2 separate regions of the Sus scrofa genome follow, and region 1 is linked to region 2. The links are chromatin contacts, called in public HiChIP or PLAC-seq maps. All regions are on one chromosome and are shown on one strand. Each heading gives the region's core, a stretch centred on a gene start, on an enhancer-like site or on the middle of the called end of the contact. The rest is flanking DNA. Distances are from core to core; before and after follow the strand shown. Region 1 overlaps DNAJC8 (dnaJ homolog subfamily C member 8). Region 2 overlaps EYA3 (eyes absent homolog 3).

Region 1 (2,970 bases), core at 445-2,944, 190 kb after region 2:
ACAAATCTGACTAGAAACCATGAGGTTGCGGGTTTAGTCCCTGGCCTCGCTCAGTGGGTTAAGGATCCGGTGTTGCCGGGAGCTGTAGTGCAGGTCACAGACACAGCTGGGATCCTGCATTGCTGTGGCTGTGGTGTAGGCCAGCAGCGATAACTCCAATTTGACCCCTAGCCTGGGAATCTCCACATGGCGCAGGTGCAGCCCTAAAATGCAAAAAAATATATATATAAATAATGAAGTAAACCATTGCATACAGATGAATATATGGGCATTCACTGATTTCTTCTTTCTTCGTTTTTTTTTGGCTGTGCCCACAGCATGCAGAAATTCCCAGGCCAAGGATCAAACCCATGGCACAGCAATGACAACATTGGATCCTTGACCAAGGAATCCCATTTTATTCTTTCTTTTTAAAATGTAATTAAAATTTCTTGGATTTCCCATCGTGGCACAGTAGAAACGAATCCAACTAGGAACCATGAGGTTGTGGGTTCAACCCCTGGCCTCACTCAGTGGGTTAAGGATCCAGCGGTGCCATGAGCTGTGGTGTAGGTCACAGATGGGGCTCGGATCTGGCGTTGCTGTGGCTATGGCTTAGGCCGGCAGCTATGGCTCTGATTAGACCCTTAGCCTGGGAACCTCCATGTGCCACAGGTGTGGCCCTAAAAAGAAAAAATAAAATAAATAAAATAAACTAAAATAAAATAAAATTTCTATCATAAAAAATTTTAAAAACAAAAACCCCCAAGGTAACTCTTTCAGACAGCCTGGGTTAAGACCACAGGTGACTCTTTCAGACAGCCTAGGTTAAGAACCACTGACCTACTCTCACCGATAAAAACAGTGCGAAAAGAGGGACTACGTTCGGGGAGGACAGCAAGTGGGAATCTAAGGCTAAATCCAGCATGACTAGAGCCTGAATCCTGGGTTCTAATTCCAACTTCAATCACCTACTAGCTGTGAGACCTCAAGCAATTCACTTAATCTAGCTCTGCCCCAGTTTCCTCCTTTGTAAATGGGACAATACTATATACCTATATCTCACTGTGTTGTTACAAGGACGAAACAAGATAATGCAAGTAAAGAACTTACTGTCTAACACGCACTAACAATAGCACATGAAACGGACATACCATATGCCAAGACCTAGTATAAGTGCGGTATGTGCGCTACACCTCATGCAAATCCTTACACCAACCCTAGATGGAGTCACCATCATCATGTGCATTTTACAAATAAGTGCATTTTACAGGGCACAGAAAGGTTAAGAGTAACTTGCCAAAGCTCACACTGCCTGTAAGATGTACAGCCAAGACTGACACTCAAGCCATACAGCTCTAGCACCCACGTTCTTAACTACCTGGCCGGATTAATGACTAAATAAGAACGTAGTTACTGAGTTATTTGTATGATTACATAAAGATCTTAAAAGTTTTGACTATGAATTTGAATGATTGCTCATTTAATTGGGAAAGACCTCTAATACATTATATTTGAAAACCTGAAATTTCAGGAAAAGGTAAAAAAGTTAAACACAAGTCCAGAGTGTAACTCAGGAAGAAAAAAAGCTATCAAGTTATATAATGGGAAATGATTGAGTAGGCAAAGATAAAAAACACCTTGGCTTAATAGTAGATCAGAAGTGATTATGAGTCAGCAATGTGGGGGCAATGACTGTACTGAACGAGCAACCACCAACACTGGATATTAACAAGTCTGTCATGCAGGCGCTGAGAATTAGAGTCAGCACTGGTCAGGCCCTATTAAAATAGGAAGTACATAAGAGATATGCTAAGGAAAAAAATTTTTTTAAAGACATGAAATACAGAGAAAATCCAATTTGCAAAGGGCTAGGGGGTTGCTCAGCTATCAAAACTGAAAGAGTGTTTTTAAAAAGGCTACTGGGAGTTCCCAGCATGATGCTGCAGAAAGAAATCTGACTAGGAACCATGAGGTTTGCAGGTTCAATCCCTGGCCTTGCTCAGTGGGTTAAGGATCTGGCGTTGCCATGAGATGTGGCATAGGCCGGCAGCTACAGCTCTGATTAGACCCCTAGCCTGGGAACCTCCATATGCCCCGGGTACAAAAGACAAAAATAAATAAATAAAAGTAAAAAAGGCTACTAATATGTAAACCAGCTATAATGAAAAAAAAATAATTATATAAAAAATGAAAAAAAAAGGCTACCATAAAACTTTATAGCATGAGTTATTAAATATTAGAAAAGGCAAGAATCAGAGGTTATAGATCTCCTTTCCTAGAAAATTTTCAGAAAGCATTCTTTATATTAAACCAAGTATCTTCTGAGTATTCATATGTAAGTTTGCAGAGGACAGAATTATTGAGGAATGAGATCTCAAAACCAGAAAACTATTATGAATTGTTTAACATGTTCTCCCCTAGAAGCTAGGGCATTTGCTAAGAATGATTCCATGTAAGCTCTATTATTCCACTTTGTACTTCTCCCACAATTAAGGGGATGGAAAGATTCTATTTGGATATAAAATTCATCCTTTTCACAGGTAAGCTATAGTCATTAAATTGTTTAAGATTTTTACACCACTGTAGACTTTTTAAAGAGTTACATAGCCTTTAAAAAAAAGGGGAGGGGGTTAAATTTTGGCCAAAAAGTCATAATAGCAAGTCCTAAGAGAATCACATGCTTAGTACATTTTCAAAAGGTTCAAACTCCATCTATTACAGGAACATAGTACCATACCTGCCGAAACCTCTTTTTTATTTCTTCATCTGTCACTTCAGGATCTATCTGAAGAACCTGGAAGAATCAAAATCAAAACTGTAAAAGAGATTTTAAAAATTTATAAACTTAAGACATGCTCAATAATTATACACATTATAATTAGTATCTAGAACAGTACTCAGCCTTCTAGAATAATGCCTGGCATATAGTTCTAAAAAATGTTTAAGAAATATAAATGAGTAAGCCAATAACAAAATAGTAGCTATAGT
Region 2 (3,436 bases), core at 313-2,812:
TATCTTCCCCAGAGAGCAACAAGCACTTCAGAATCAAAGCTTTAGAGGTAACATGAAAAAAATAAAAGTCACTGAATTGCTACATAAAGTGGCAAATGAAAACATAATGAGGTAATAATGCCAACTGATTACCAATGTCAGAGTTTATTAACAGCTGCTGAAGGTTTTGTGTGTTAACTGGATGGAGAAAATCAGAACAGATGGTCCTCAGTTGGCAACCTACTGTCTACAAGTCTAAGAATAAGGTTGCTAGAAAAAAAGTGGGATAGAGAGGGAAAGAACTTCTACAGAAGACTCAAAGAGAATAAGTAAATTGTCCAAAGTCACACAGCTAATAAATGGGTGAGATATGAACTATCTGATTTTAGATTCCACAGCTAAAACTTTGTTGTTGTTGTTGCTGTGGCACATAGCAGCTTGATGTGGGATCTCAGTTTCCAGGCCAGGGATTGAACCCAGGCTGCAGCGGTGCGGAGAAAGCACTGAGTCCGAACCACTAGACCATCAGGGAACTCCCCTCCATAACCAAGACTTTTAAAATCTACTGTTTCCGGGGTTAAGAAAGGATGACCTGGAGTTGGGATCTCCAGTGAGGAGGTTAATATCAGAACCATCTTTCTAGGGCGCAGGAGGAGGAAGGACTTCTCTAAATAAACAACTCCCAATTGATTGCACTGGTTTTTTAAGGCTCCAAAGCCTGGAAAGGTCCAAATGATTGGCCTCTAAGCAGTTAAGTCTCATGCTCCCGAGAAGGCACTGCCCTCTAAGATGAAGCTGCAAAATGGGGCCCACATCAGGTTTAATGATGGGGGCCCTTGAAGGAGGGCTCAAAGATTTTATGATTTTTAGAGTGGTAGAAAGGAAGGGGAAGAGGAGGATGTAACACTTTAAAGGGAAAACTCGGAGTTCCTCTCATGGCGCAGCAGAAATGAATCCAACTAGGAACCATGAGGTTTCGGGGTCGATCCCTGGGTTAAGGATCTGGTGTTGCTGTGAGCTGTGATGTAGGTCACAGACACGGCTCGGATCTGGCGTTGCTGTGGCTGTGGCATAGGCCGGGAGCTGTAGCTCCGATTCGACTCCTAGCCAGGGAACCTCCATATGCTGCAGGTGTGGCCCTAAAAATACAAAAGACAAAAAAAAAAAAAAAAGGGAAAACTCCACATGGGGAAAAAGAACGTTTCTTTTTCTTTAAAGTGAGAGAGGAAGAGGAAGAAGGGCAAACACTGTGTGTGCACAACAGATTGCTAAAATTTCTGAGTTTCACCATTTTTTCCAATTGCTCAGTGCATTCCCAACACAGACTATTTTCTTTACCATCGTTACCTGTTTGGCTGCAATTTCTTCATCTCGTCCATCTCCAATCACTACGTATGTGACTTTCTTTCCAAACCTTGACACAATTCTCTCGAAGCAGCTCTCCTTACCTGATGAGAAAGAAAAATTTCTTGTTAGGACATTCCTCCCTATCTTTTTTCCAATACCAAAGCAAAGGGCTGCTGTGAGGTTTACCTGCTTGTGCCTAGAGAAAATAGGGCAGCCCATGCGGTTTGCCTGGTGGGGATTAGGGGTGGCAACCAGAGATCCAGCAGGCCCTCTGCCCAAATAAGGTGGAACTGTGCCATTCATAATGTGGAATTGTGCCATTCATAATGTGGAATTGTGCCATTCATACACCAACACACTTTCTAGGCACTGTGCTCTCCAGGTTCTTATTTTAACTTTCACACTAAGGGCGAAGTCCCTAAGACCTTAGAGTGGGGAGTTTCAATAAAAGCAGAATGAGAGCTGTGCACACCAGCTTCCTCTTCCACAGCTCCTATACTTTACAGCATACAAGGCAGTTTTCAAGTTATTCTTTCACTTAATTCTCAAAATAATCTGGTGAGATGGGTCCCATCTGCTATTTTAACAGATGAAAATGGATCCAAAGGATTAGTGACTTGTTCCAGATCACAAACAAGCTAGTAGCTAGAATCTGAGCTCCTGACTCCAAGTCTAGGCTCTGGTCATTGCGCTGTGATGAAAGGATGTTTTTTTTGGAGAGGAAACTATTAGTTAAAAAAAAAGAAGTGGAAGCCCCTGATTTCTAGTTAGTAATAAGGAACAAAGAGCCATTTCCTTCCAATTCTACATTTCCCAGAAAGTCCTAGGCCTGGGTTTTATGTCTTTCAGGAGGGGAGGAGCCCCAGAGTACCACTGAATATGACAACAGCATTTGTCACATTTGGAATTTTCTATTACACTGTGTAATTGCAACTGAGATACTGTATCACTGAAACTGACCTTGGGAAATGGCTGATTTAAGTCCACTGAAGATGGTTCTCAGAAGCACGGCAATGTAACAAATTCAAATCCTACCTGGAACCAATACCTAAAACATGCACAGATGATACTGCTATGGCAAAGACACTGTATTTGCATAAATCCATAAAAAGGAAATTATTTCTCTTCCTCTTCCTTCACCATCTCTTATGCTTTATTTCCCTGCTTCTGCCACTTTCTTCTGAGCAAGGCCCTAACTTTGCTTCTTTTTTTCATCCTGCTCCATTAACCTTCTCATCTTTTCTTCTTGCCAGATTCAGTGACTTAGCACAAGAGTTCCTGTGTGAATAAGAAAAAGTGCCTCTTCCTCAAGCATTTGACTACCATCTGCTGGAAAACTTCTGTAAGAAACATATAAATATACAAATACACAAATCTAAGATGACTACATCATAATGGACAAGAACCTATATATGCACACTCAGAAGGCCTGGCTGGTACATCTGAGCAACTGCAAGTTTATGACATCCCTAGCCCAGGTGGCACCTCAAACCTGGACCAGATGCTGGTTCACTTGGGGCTTCAGTCTCCCACTCTTAATACAAGGTTTGGCTTTGGTACACTTAGATCCCTTTCATTGGGGGACAACAGTGTTGTCATGCCTTACATTCACATCAGGCATTCAACTGATGTTTGCTAAGTAAATACACATTAATTTCATGGGGATGATTCAGGGGATGACTTTAGTCCACGTTTTGAGCCTCAATTTAAACATTAAATAATTCAACAAATAACGAATTCTTAGTATGTTCTTACTAAGTGTTAAAGGGTTTTGTCTAATTGCATTCTAACTGTTACATCCGTACAACCTAAGCCAACTTCTGCCAGACCTGCAGTCTAATTTATGATCTACAGGAAAAATGTGTTAGTCAGTAGGATTTAGGGGGTGGGCGGCACGCACCCATGGCATGTGGAAGTTCCCAGGCCAGGGACTGAATCCGAGCAGCAGCTTCAACCTACGCCATAGTTGCGACAATGCCAGATCCTTAACCCACTGCACCTAGCCGGGACCAAACCTACGTTGCCACAGAGATAACACCGGATCCTTAACCCACTGCGCCACAGCAGGAACTCCAGTCAGTAGGATTTTAGAATTTTCTCCTAAGACCTA

What was found. HiChIP or PLAC-seq counts read pairs in DNA pulled down with a chosen protein or histone mark.
Region 1: a contact with region 2 is called in an H3K27ac HiChIP or PLAC-seq map of alveolar macrophages. The contact joins two enhancer-like sites. A contact is called at or near these places in 1 of 47 Hi-C or Micro-C datasets (embryonic fibroblasts) and 1 of 2 datasets of contacts at active chromatin or transcription factors (alveolar macrophages).

The regions. Positions count from the first base shown.
Region 1 is chr6:85,289,212-85,292,181 of Sscrofa11.1, forward strand. It overlaps DNAJC8 (dnaJ homolog subfamily C member 8), which reads right to left. Exons shown (of 10, transcript XM_003356239.4): 4 at 2,720-2,776. Among named protein-coding and RNA genes, the nearest start is that of DNAJC8, 16 kb to the right of the region's middle. Within about 2 kb of position 1,695, at least 1 of the 83 cell types and tissues checked has an H3K27ac peak or open chromatin away from gene starts, as enhancers often do. A contact at or near this core is called in alveolar macrophages, where this site is marked.
Region 2 is chr6:85,100,764-85,104,199 of Sscrofa11.1, forward strand. EYA3 (eyes absent homolog 3) reads right to left here. Exons shown (of 18, transcript XM_021095661.1): 17 at 1,327-1,427. Among named protein-coding and RNA genes, the nearest start is that of XKR8, 18 kb to the left of the region's middle. Within about 2 kb of position 1,563, at least 2 of the 83 cell types and tissues checked have an H3K27ac peak or open chromatin away from gene starts, as enhancers often do. A contact at or near this core is called in alveolar macrophages, where this site is marked.